2 separate regions of the Mus musculus genome follow, and region 1 is linked to region 2. Evidence: chromatin contacts called from public Hi-C data. All regions are on one chromosome and are shown on one strand. The core of a region is the stretch at or near the end of the contact, and the rest is flanking DNA. Distances in the headings are between cores, read along the strand shown.

The links. A called contact is a pair of places that touch in the nucleus more often than the background predicts.
Region 1: a Hi-C map of cerebral cortex shows a contact between it and region 2, with 1.8 times the contacts expected there. The contact joins two enhancer-like sites. A contact is called at or near these places in 1 of 484 Hi-C or Micro-C datasets (cerebral cortex) and 1 of 9 other capture datasets (embryonic tail).

What each region holds. Positions count from the first base shown.
Region 1 is chr4:23,596,790-23,603,450 of GRCm38.p6, forward strand. No RefSeq gene overlaps it. Among named protein-coding and RNA genes, the nearest start is that of Gm31085, 86 kb to the left of the region's middle. Within about 2 kb of position 4,997, at least 43 of the 459 cell types and tissues checked have an H3K27ac peak or open chromatin away from gene starts, as enhancers often do. A contact at or near this core is called in cerebral cortex, where this site is marked.
Region 2 is chr4:22,971,180-22,977,481 of GRCm38.p6, forward strand. All of the region lies in intron 2 of Gm30886 (a long non-coding RNA gene), which reads left to right. Among named protein-coding and RNA genes, the nearest start is that of Gm30886, 36 kb to the left of the region's middle. Within about 2 kb of position 2,537, at least 15 of the 459 cell types and tissues checked have an H3K27ac peak or open chromatin away from gene starts, as enhancers often do. A contact at or near this core is called in cerebral cortex, where this site is marked.

The DNA.
Region 1 (6,661 bases), core at 3,747-6,246, 630 kb after region 2:
CATATGACAAAAGAAAGTAAGCAAAATGGAGGGGAAAGATTCTGTGCATAAAGAAGAAAAGGAAACAAAGAATAAGCTACGAGGTCAGCCTGCTAAGCTCAAGGACCTTGATCAGCTCACAAACTCTCATTTCTTCCTTTTCATTTCTTTTGTTAAGAACATGATCAGGTAATATCTACTTACCCACACCATAGCATTATTTTCTGCATCGAACCAGACTAGACGTCTCTTATATTTTACATGTTTATATTTTACGTTTCAGGATAAGCTTCTCAGCATTCTACTTTCTGTTATTCACAAGTCTTATACTTCGCAGCCCAATCTCCCCCATCTAAGTTGAAATAGAAATGAGATTTATAATAGCAAAAATATAAATACTGATATTTACCCAGATAGGAATTATGTAAAAAATAATGTTACAACTGGATTTGAAAATTAAAAATAGTCTGTAACTGTCTACCCCTTTCAAATAAAAATAACCCCAAAAGACATCATAAGGCATTCCTTCCATTAAAAAACAAGATCACGTATGAAAAGCTGTGGTAAAAGGACACAGTGTATTTGTCAAGGAAACTATGCTTTCAAGAGATTTGAAAGCTGTAATAAAAAGGGAGCAAGGACCATGCTGTGTGTGGCCTAGTCTGGACTTGTTGAAGATAACCCAGGGAGCCTGAAATTTTTAACACTCACTTGGAGCTCGGGATAAGCCATGTAGTAAGGCAAAAGAAATGATTCCTTGTGTATTGTTTAATATGTTTTTAATTGAAATTGAATTATATCATCCCCTTCCTTTGCTCCGTGTGTGTGTGTGTGTGTGTGTGTGTGTAACCTACTGAGTCTATTTTTGCTGTTTGTATATATGCTTCAAGATCCTTCTACTATGAGTTCTGTCTGTTTCATTCCTTCACTTTGAAAAGTGCCTCATCAGACAGTAAGAATCAGTGAGTCTAGGACCTTGGAGATTTTTGTCAATCTTTTTACCTGTGCCTTCGACTGGTACTAGTCATATAAGGACCTCGGCGTGAAGATATATGACAACAAAATCGATTCAAAGAGCACTTATTTCTCTTTATTAGAACACCTTTTCAGTCTTAGGAAAAACTATCAGTCATGAAAAAAGTATCTGAGTCACTCAGAAAAAAAGTTAAAATGAAGGCATGGCAAACAGCCACTGAAAATCACAGAGGGCTCTTCACGTGACACTGTCTTCCATGACTCATACATACTCTTCATCTGTCTTCCATGTTTAGATATCTGCCCATACATATGTATAGAATTGAAGGCTTTAAAAGATTTTCATCATTTCTGATAGTTTAAGAATTTGGAGGATTGTAGGAGATACCTGCTTATTCTTAAAAGAGAAATTTAATCAGAAAGGACTGGCTCCAAAAAAAAAAAATGATTTATAGAATCTTTTTGTTTGATCAAGAGGATGTACTGTTGTCTGTCTGATTTCTTGGGAAGAATTTTTGTCATCTTATACTGCACTGTTTCTGTTTTACTTAGCCTCCGAAGGATAGAAAGTAGTGGGAAGGAGAGTCTATTGTGATTGTGATTGCAAATGTTAAAAGTCAAAGTAGGAACCTTCACTTCTATTTAATACTAAGAAACCTGTGACTCAACAAACCCCAGTTTATCTCTTTTTCTTTGAACTCTATTCAGTTCAATTTTTCAAGTATAGAGAAATTATTTAAAGGGGAATCATTTAAACTCTCAGCTATTATATATTTCTTTTAAATCAATGATCAGTTTCTTCATGATCGAGACTGCAGGAAATGCAGATAGAATAAAAGAGATTTTCATAAGGGAAATAACAATTTAAAAAGAAACTCTCAGAGTGAACAAATTAGCCATTTTCTACAGTAAAGGATGAGCATTAATGAACTACTTTGAGCCAACAAAAACTGTTCCAGGACCTCTGGAATGTGTACTTATTCTCAAAAACTTCCTCCACTCCCATTCCATTCTGTCCAGTGGGCTGTCTGTGTGATCTGTAGGTTATACTGTTCTCAGGCCTGAAAGATTTACAATGGGCACTTTATGTCTGTAATTTAAATGGAAGAAAGACCATGAGGAGAGAGAGAGACAGAGACACAAACACAAAGAGAGACACTGAGAAAGACAGAGACAGAAAGAAACAGAGACAAAGAGACAGAGACAAAGAGACAGAGACAAAGAGACAGAGACAAAGAGACAGTGAGAAAGAGAGACAGACACAAACAGAGAGATCTAGTGATACAAAATATCATTTATCCTTCTACTAGATGAGTAATGGGGAAGAGATTCTGAAAAGCTGTTCAGGATGCCTGTCAACAATGGCAAAATTATGAGTTACTGGCCTCTTCTGAAAGAGATGCTTAAGCATAAGAGAAATAATAAAACTGGCCTAAATACTTGGCAGACAGAATTTATTCTCTCCACATACAATTTTGCATGCAAGAAAATATATAAAATTGTGTTTCCAACTAAGATTAAATTAGCATTTAGGAAATATGTGGTTACAACTTCTGTACAACAAAACACTATTTTTTGTAGATGCCACAGGGTTAGAAATCAGTAAGTGGATTTAAATTAAATAGGGTTTGGTATCTTGCAAGTTCATGCTCCCATTAACTGATTCCTGTGCTTGAATTTAACTCCAGTCTGAAGATCCTCTTTGTTGAACCTATTTCACCCGCTTTGTGATGGGAACAATAAGAGCAGAGGGAAGAGATATGTGAAGAAAAGTAACAACAGCTCACTTAATCAGGGATCATGTGGCCTCCTGTTTCCCCTGAGTGCCTTCTGCCCTTGCATAGATCTTGGCACACATTGATGTTTCAGTGTCAATGTAGTGAATGTGGTGGGCATGGTGCTAGAGTTAACAGCAGCTGTATACCAGTTCCACATAGTAACTGCTTGATGCACACCAGAAACCACAGGGAAAACTACAAAATTAGGCTCTCTGCGACTATTATTACTCTGATTTTCTACAAAGGGTTAAAACAGCTTTGATCATTCAAATCATGCCTATGTTCCACATGGGATTTCCTAAGGAAGAAAGGGAATTCTTTAGCTTCTTCCCTTGGGTAAACTCTGCAACTTGGACATGACATTCTAGGCAGCTTCTCAGAAGGTAGTGCAGTGCACATAATATGAAAAGTGTCTCTCTGAGATGCAAAAAGCACACACTTTGCAGCAGATACGAAATATGTATACGTATATTAACAGAATATGTGTATTCATAGAATATGTATATGAATTTAAAATGATAACAATTAATGATTAATTTTGTTTATATAGTCTCTATACATACAGTACATTTCCTGGAGAAAATTAGATTAAGTGGCAATTTGGCATCCCATAGAACAAACATCTGGCTGGTTGACTGGAATTGCATTTATGAATCAGCAGATTTATCAGCAAGTTACAGGCACAATCAGAGGTCAATTTTATGACATGCTCTGAGGGTGTTTGCTCTTCATCTTAAAACCTAGGCAAATGGCCAAGTGTTTGAGAGGTTACACTGATGTAGTCATAACTCTGTCCAGTGAATATATCATGTAAATACTAATGAGGAAGATCATAGAAACACTAATCGGCGCCATATTCACAGTCTGCAGAGTATTTCACAATGTGGTATGGCAGAAATTCTCATCCAAACCCCTGGTAAACAAGGAGAGAGTTTCAATTTCATAGTTGAAGAAACAGAGGCCCAGAGAACTTTTTAAAACATAAACTTGAAGAAAGGTCGTCTGAGTGAAATTCAGGTGTTCATTTCAACTATGGATAGGGTGATACTAAATAAAAGAAAGATGTCTTTGGAGTAGGCCATGTTAAGAAAATGAAAGGTAGACCCTCACAATTTAGAGTTTGCTATCGCTCAGTTGCTGTGTAGGTTTGACTGACACAATATATAGAAATGCACGTTTGACCCAGAAGTGGGAGAACTGAAAAAAAAAAAAGTAAGAAAGAAAGAAAGAAAAAAAAAGCAAGCAAGCAAGCAAGCAGGAAAGAAAGATACTCTCAAAATCCAGAATTCAATATAAGCCAGTTTTAGATGGAAAAAACAAATATACTGCGTAAATATCCACTTTTGCATTCTGCATGTAGCTGTGCTACGAGTACTGGCCAGTATTCAGATGTGTTGTAGAATGTGTTGGTATATCTGGTTTTCTTAGTCACCATGATGTTCATAGTTCACATCCCAATGTGCTTCTAAGTTCAGTTAGACTCTTTAGGATGATATACAAACAGAAGATGCTGGAGCAATGAAGAACACCGTCACTGACCCATCGTATGCTCTGGTTAGGAAATGGTCTTGAGTCTTCATCACATCTGAAATTAGAAATAAAAGTCCTAATTTTAATATTTGAAAAAGAAGGTGAGCCATATGTTTATTTCAATGAGTTTATGAATATGCCATCTTCATTTTTTTAAAAAAAATTTCTGAAATATACAACATGTGCAAGCCATGAGCGATATTTTGGATGTTCTATGAATTCCAGACTGAATCCGAATATATTTTTCCCTAAAACTCAATTTAGAACGAAGGAAATCTCAGTTTAGAAAATTGAGGAAAGCAACTTCCCATGTGTGTGCCTGAAAATATTTAACCCCATGTTCAGCAGAGGTAACAAGGGAATGCTGAGAGCTAGAAACACCACAAAGCATGCTCTGTTACATAGGACCCCTTCTTAATTCCAGACAGTTTTATGGTTCAAGAATAAAACAAAGAACACGCGAACAAGCGGAGATTAATGCAGGAAAGGCGGCTCTTCCCCAGACGTTCTGCTGTTTTATCCCACTGTCTGGAAAAAAATGAATAGAGGGTCCCGAAACTAACGGTGGTTTTGCATATCTCTTCATTAGGAAGTGTATTTGTAAAACAAGCTCCAAATTCTTGCTCTTCACAATTCCTGGCCGCAGGGTAATATTCTTCAGTGCCACAGTTTTCAATGCATATGAGTCAGAGGATCATTTCTTACCCGGAGCACAGGACAGAGCTAAGACACAGCTGAAACCAGCCCTCCCACAGGCTCCCCTCCAACAACAGCAGCGGCTCATTATCAGAAGCATTTGCAGAGGGCGGTGCAAGCACAAAAAATCAATCTGATTGCCGGTGTAGCTCTGCAAAATCTTTCCCAGGGAGGAAAAAAAAAAAAGTCAGAATAAGAAGAGGAGCAGGGAGGGTGGGAGCAAGCAGAAATGGGGACATAAACCCTCATAGGTCCATAAGGACTGAAGTTTAATGGCTGAGTGCTTGTTTTGAACTGTGACCTGAGGTTTGGCTGGGCACTAACAGTGGCATGCCTCATCAGCCACTGTCATAGCCACCCCAGGGTACACTTCCAGCAGGGAGTCAGCTCCATATCCTGAATTCTCAACTACCAGATACCCACTGCCTCCTCTGCACGCACTGCTGAGACCCTGCAGAGAAATCAGCATGCAGCCCAAGGAAGCTTCCTTTCCTCTGGAATAAAAATTAATATTACTTGTCATATTTCATGTCTGAGCTCTTTTCATGCTTTATCCTCTGGTAATGAGGGCTAAATTACCAATATTAGTAGATTTTCATGGCTAGCACAGAAATTGCTGTTACCAGAATAAATGTTTGCCTTGCTTCTGTTGGACACAGGCTTTGCTAATGCAGCTTTGCTAATTATTTCTAAATAGGCAATAATCTGCATCCCCTAGTGCTGGATACTGGATTGGCCACGTACCTGCTATTTCCCTTATTTACATGTTTTACAACTTTATCAACTACACTAATTACACTCTGAGCACTGTTTAAAATTTTCTGTTAATAGAGATACAATGATTCACCAGAGGATGTGTATTTATGCCATAATTGCGCCTCTGTTCCTACGATGCAGTCTCCAATTAGCTGTCTACGGTGGCACAAGCAGCTGCCTGATATTCTAAAGCAGCGAAACATCTGCACGGCGGATGATACGCTCACATGGATTTTTTTTTTTAAGCCTAGAAATTTACACCCAAGGGAGCACAGACAAATAGGAGCCTGTCATGTGTAGGGATGATTAGAAATCCTCACCATGGCAACATTGGAGCAGCCATGTCACAGAGTGAGGGGACACATGTCTAGATGAAGGCGCTAAAAACATTTGCCATTTTTTTTCTTAGCTTCAGTCTTCCAAACTTCCCTCCCCCATTTCTTTTTTTCATATTCTTCTCTTTGCATCTAAAGCCAACCAAAACAGCAGGTGAGCAGGGCAGAGTCTGCGGCCATACTAGGCAAGTGACATACGATATTCAGTGTTAGGAAAAACAGTGAGCAATCAGAAATGTTAGACCTAGGAAACATGCAGAACCTGGAATGGGTGGATGTATTTCATCTGAAAATATTATCATTATAATTTTAGAAGTAGTTTGTGTTAAGATCAAGAGATAAGAAGGGGAAAAATTAGACAGGATATAACAGTTGAGATACCTTAGTGGAAAGATGACACCTAATTTAAAATTTCCTTTTAACCCTCATTAACAGTTACAATTTCTGCATGAACAGTTGGCTAACACACATTAGTGAGACTAGGGGAGACACACAAATGTCTTCTATAGTGGTAGCGAATATATTTCTTAATGGCTGCTTCCTCAATGGCTTATCCAAAACTGCCCTTTTCACCTGCTGTTTTGGTTGAGAAGAATATGAAAAAGAGAAAGG
Region 2 (6,302 bases), core at 1,287-3,786:
TGCTTTTGAAATTCCCACAAATGTCTCTTGGCCACTAGAAAAGGGTGGAGGAAATATCTCATTTTGTAATTCCTTCTTTTAAAGAAGGAGAAAAATAAAGCTAGATAGGATTTATTATGTAGCACGCATGTGCAGCAGCATTATAATGGTTGCCAAGCAACCTAAAGGAGCCATATCATAGTCAGGGAGTGGGGGGAGCAAATGAGTGAACAGATGCATGGGATTAAATAGAGAAGAGGGAGACAGGAGTCAGCCCTGAAATGAGCTCACCTTGGCAAGATACTTTCTCATGGTGATTTGCTCTTATTCGAGAACATCTATCTGGAAACCTTTTATTTTGAGGGGTGGGTAGGGGGCAGTGGGACTTTTTGCTACCTTTTTAGTTCATCATTTAAGTAAAAGGCTCAAAAATAAGTTTGAAATACTTATAAAATTCGCTGCTGGCAATTACATTTTTTTTTTACAAGACAGTACTTTAAGGAGCAAAGGAACAAATACTTGTTACTAATATCACCAAAGAAAAATGTCTATATTAAAGACAACATTTTGTTAAAGCTGCTCAAACTATGTTCGTTTAAAGTTGACAACTGCAGCTCTCACACTATTAGATTAAAGCACCACTACACACACACACTACACACACACACACACACACACACAATTTACTTGACAATGCAACAAACACAAACATACATGCATACATACACTTAAATTTATGTACATACATGCATGCATGCATACAAGTATACAAACATACATATACATTACAGGAACCTATGGTTCAAAATAAAATATTTCCTTTTTTATATCATATAATAGATGCTTCATATAGACGTGAAACCTTTATTTTTGGAGAGATATAAACTGATGCTTATGGTACCCCTAAGACAGCTTTTGCTGACTTAAAGAGGTCTGCCCCGTTAGAAGCATTTACTAATTCTATGTGTAATTGTATGGATGCATGTGCAACATGTGTGCACTTGGTAGCCATGACAGAAAAGGCAATAGATCTCCTGAAACTGCACTTACAGGTAGTTGTGAGCTGCCATGTGGGTTAAATCAACTCAGTTTCTCAGCATGAGTGGCAAGTGCTTTTAACTGTTGAAACATCTCTCCAAGCTTAGTATCCACACATAATTGTATCCAAGCAGTTTGTCCATATGAAATAGAAAAAGTGATAATGTTATGCATTAGGTAGAAAATATGCATCGGTAATCCAATCACATACAGAGCTAGACCTCTATGTTGAATCCTTGGAGCCAGACTGATATCCCTACAACCCTAGCCTGAATCGGGAGGGGCACAAAGAATAAGCTATTTTAGAGCTCACCTAAGTTCCTTAAGAAATGAAGAAGGCATGAAATTAATAATGAAAGTATTACTACCAAGTAGAGGGCATTGGACGAGAGAACGACTGCTTGTGGAGACTACAGTTAGGAACTATTGGCCCCTTACAACTATCCACTAAAGGTGAATGAACAGTCTCCACAACTCCAAGACACCAATGAGAGCACAATTCTCACAGCTAAGGATTTTAGTACTTTCTGCCTTCCAGCAGCAAGACCTTGACTCAACTCAGGTTGAATTTGGGATTTTTCTTTTCGATCTATGTGATGAAATTGCAGCTCCTTCGTTTTTAACCAAGAGCTGGTACTGGGGTTGAATTTTAATCATAGATTGACATTAAGCTACTGGGGAATTATACTGTGTCTGCTAATGAGCACTCCACCTCCCCTGCCTGAATGAGATCACCTTACATTCACTGCCACCGAGGCAAACATTTTGAGCTGAGTGCTCAGAAGAGGCTGGGGTACAAATGCTACGTAATTCATTATCCTGGGAAACAGGATTTCAAAGCCTCATAGTGTGAGGTGCTCTCAAGTATTTCCAAGACACAAGAGTGCACCACAGCCTCGGTGATGTGACTGTTTATAGCAAACTGACTCCACTTGTTCCCTTCCACAGTCAACATGTCGTCAACTGTTTTATTATAACACCCTTCTACAGTCTGGTTTCAGCAACGCAGTCCTCGAAGAAGCTAAAGGAACAAAGCACTCGTTTCTGTATGCTCTCTCTCTTCTGTAGAGAGCTGTGTGAGTAAAAGCAGATGATCTTGGACATTCTTAAATGTTATTTTCTGCACTTACTTATAAGGTCTTAAAAACCTGGTCAATTTACAGCTTAAACAACAGATTTAGTTTCTACCCCAGCACACCTCCTCCAACCTCACTCTTGTCAATAACCAAAAGGTGGCAGTGTCTTACCCATCATTCCTTAGGAAGCATGGGTGGACTTAGTTTTGTATCACTACTTTCAAGTGAGTTGTTATTTTCGCTGGGACCAAATGTGGATTGATGGTCCTGTGGCATTTATTAACAGCGGCAACAAGGAAAAACGCAATTTCAAAAAGCTCAGAAGATTAATTATTCAAATTGCCATGTAAAGCATCAGAATTCCTCTTTGATGAGGAAATTCACACCAGTCAAAACTGCAGTCACTCCACAGAGCAATCAAGCTCTGCAAGTCGTACCAGCATCCAAATACAGTGTTCCTCCAGACACTCCGCTTTCCTGGCTATGGGCCACAAAAGGGAGTCAGGACACTTGAGCATACAGATTAAGTCTAACGGGGAAAAAAATAAAAAGATACTAATGAACACATCTGACAAAGTTTTCACCACCCCAGAAGCCAAGACATGCCTCTTATTTCCTTCCAAAGCCTGTCCTAATAACAAGGGCAAGGCTATACTTCTGAAAGAGAGGTTGCCAATCTCTTTCACACCTGGCATTTGGAAATAGAGCAGCTTTTTATCCACAAGGACTTAGGGACACTGTTTCCCAAGATGCTGTTCAAAGCCCACTCTAAGCAATTGTCTCAATGATTTGATTCCCATCAAGACCAACGACCTCATTTTTTTAAAAAAAAATCTCATTTTGAAAAACAAGAGGGCATAGACAGCTTTGCCACAGTTGCAAGCAATAGGAATTTAGTCTTGTTTTTCTCATAAGCAGAGTTGAATTCTACAGCAGTAAATGGGGAAAGCTTCCTGCCCACTTAGCCTTTCCTTACATTGCTGATCATTGTAATCAAGATACAATGATAGGTTTCCTCCATCTTAATTACTAGGGTTTCCAACTTTCATGAAATGAGGTCATAAAATAAATTACATTTATTTTAAAGCAGATTCACATTCAAAAATAGGTAAAGGTGGTTAACAGCCACAGTGTTTGCTTAAAAATCAATTGTGTGTAGTTACTTTTACTTTCAATGTAGCTTCTGTGTGTAAGAAGGATTTTTTTCTTTCTGTATTTGCATGGTACTTAAGAACTTATTCCCCATTCTCATCTTTTTACTTAAAGGCCACTGTTGAGGTGAGGCCAAGGAATGCATTTCACATATATTATTGGGCACCACTAAATAAAGTGATGAGTGCTCATTACATAGATCTGTAGAACAAGTATTTTTATTGACTATATAGTTTAAATACATATAATTAACTATTGAATTCAGGTGAATTCAAATTTAAGAAAAATTTGAGATATTTGGTAGAGAATTATAATTTAAAATTCAAATTATTAGTGTTAAAATGATTGAACTTATTTGTAAATAAACTTGAAGTTGAAAGACAAGGCATGCAGTGTGCTTTTGACAACAAAGTTAAGCAATGGTTTATCCATGATTAGATTTCAGTGTTGTAACGTTCAGCTATGGCATAGGAAAGCTAAAATCTCATCAGAGGACATCCTTATCTATAAATTGGTGTTACAAATAGCTGTCCCATAGAACACTGCAGAAGAGTAGAAATAGCAGTGAAGATCCTGTTCAACATGTTTAGTACAGTAGTTGCAGAATACTACACATGGAACATAACAGTTTCAGGCGTTATTAGGTCAGCTGGTGTGTCTGAAGACAGCTCTAATTGTGCTCATATACATAAAATAAACAAATAAATCCTAAAAAAGAATATGTTTTGTGTGAAAAATTACAGACAGTCTGAGGACAATGAATGGGAATCACAATGAGGTTTCAAGTCCATGACTGACCCCAACACAGATACCTGAATGAGTTTATCCCTATCATGACTTTGTGCATATTTGCTTCTATTAAATTACCATTCACAAATGATTGTACTATAACACTCCACATTCCCAATTTATCAGAAAGTCTTGTCACTAACTCCAACTTTATTTTGCAATTGCTCATGTTTCTTTGAGCATCTTTTATAAGACTCAATCAACTTTTGCCTGTTAATACAAAAACTTTTCATTTAGTACCCCGAATTCTATTCTTGGATCATTATAATCTACTCTATTCTCAGCAATCTCTATGTCTCTGATATTAATTTGTTTGTCTATTAAATGTGTCAAGCAAGTTCTGTTTTTTGGACTTGAAAATATTATTTCTTTACCCATTTTTCCATTTATTTATTTGAAAGAGAGAGGGGTAGAAAGAGGGAGAGAGGGATCGAAGAAGAGGAAGATAAAGATGAAGGGAGGGCAAGAGAGAGACAGAGAGAGAAAGAGAGACAGAGAGAGACAGAGAGAGAAAAAGAGAGAGAAAGAGAGAGACAGAGAGAGAAAAAGAGAGAGAGAAGAGAGAGGGGGGACAAGCATATATAACCATGTGTATGTTGTTCTTTGCTTTTGAAGGGCAGGGGATAACTGTACAGTGTAAGTTCTCTCCTGCCACCTGGTAGGATCTAGGTTCTGAACTCAGGTCACCTGTCCTTCTTCTCTACCTCCTGAGTTATCCCTCAAGCCTTTATAGTCTTTGTGAAAACTCTTCCTTCTGCCTACTACACTTTTCCCCTCAAATTTGTCTCCTGCAACATATCTTCAATATCATCCTTCAGTCTATCTCCCATTTAACATCATCCTCTCTTTTCTGCATATCAGAAATAAAGTTACTTTCTATCACATTATCATTATTGTCGGAAAACTGAGAACCCTTTGCCATGTTTTTTTCCTGATATATTTTGAATGGTAACTGTCTGCCTGAGCAGAATGTAAGCTGTTTGAGAGTAGAAACATTTGTACTGTTTATCATAATTTTCTCAGAGCCTAGAGCAGTATCTAGCACATAATAGAAGGCTCACAGATATCACTAAATAACAATAGTTGCTGATGGCTCTGCATTCCCAGATCTGGCATTAGGTACTCCAGCTCTTCCTTCATTGATTTACAAGTATAAAGCATAAAATGGTGATGCAAAAGAAATCTAGATATTTAGAAATAAAATAATGTCTTGTTGTAATGATTCTGAAAAGTTTCTTGAAGGATACATCTGTGCTGAAGCTGAGAGGGTAACAAAAAAAAAAGATAATTTCAGGCAATGAGGATTATGTGAGAGAAAGTTTCAAATAAAGTGATTTAATCGATTTCTACAAATAACAATGGTTATTTACTAAGGTAAACTGGACTACATGGAGGAGTACATGGAGTACAATATAGCTTAAAGATGGCAGAGAAGTTTGTCTTAGTTACTTTTCTGTCACTATAAAGAGGCACCTTGACCTAGGTACTTTATAAAAGGAAGGATTTGATTGGGGGCTTTATTACTGTTTTAGAGTTAGTCCATAAGCCTTATGGTGCGGAGCATAGCAGAAGGCAGGCAGGCAGGCAGTCAGGTGGGCAGGCATGGAGGTAGAGCAATTGCTAAGAGTTTATATCTAATCCATAAGCAGAAGGCAGAAGAATAGAGAAGGTCTGGTGTGGGCTTTTGAAACATCAAGGCCTCTGACACATGTTTCAAACTTCTTCTAATAAGGTCATATATCTTAATCCTTCATCTAATTTGAAATGAAATATTAAGCAGGGTGTGGTGACGCACGCCTTTAATCCCAGCACTCGGGAGGCAGAGGCAGGCAGATTTCTGAGTTCAAGGCCAGCTTGGTCTACAAAGTGAGTTCCAAGACAGCCAGGGCTATACAGAGAAACCCTGTCTATTGGGGTAGGGGACATTCATATTCAATCTACTTCAAGGGTGCAGACTGGAATTACTAATTCTAATCCAGGAAAGGGATTATAAAGTATGTATGCATTCAATAACTAATTAAAAGAGAGTAGTGGGTCCATACCTCTGTTATAAAAAGTGTAGACAACAGGGAGGGAGAAGAGAGAGGGAGAGAGAGAGAGAGAGAGAGAGAGAGAGAGAGAGAGAGAGACACACACACACACACACACACAGAGAGAGAGAGAGAGAGAGAGAGAGAGAGAGAGAGATTCTTATTGTCAGACATTCAGAGAAAATCTCATTTAAGTTCCAAAGGATAGGTAATTGAAAGAATGGAGGATATGTCAAGA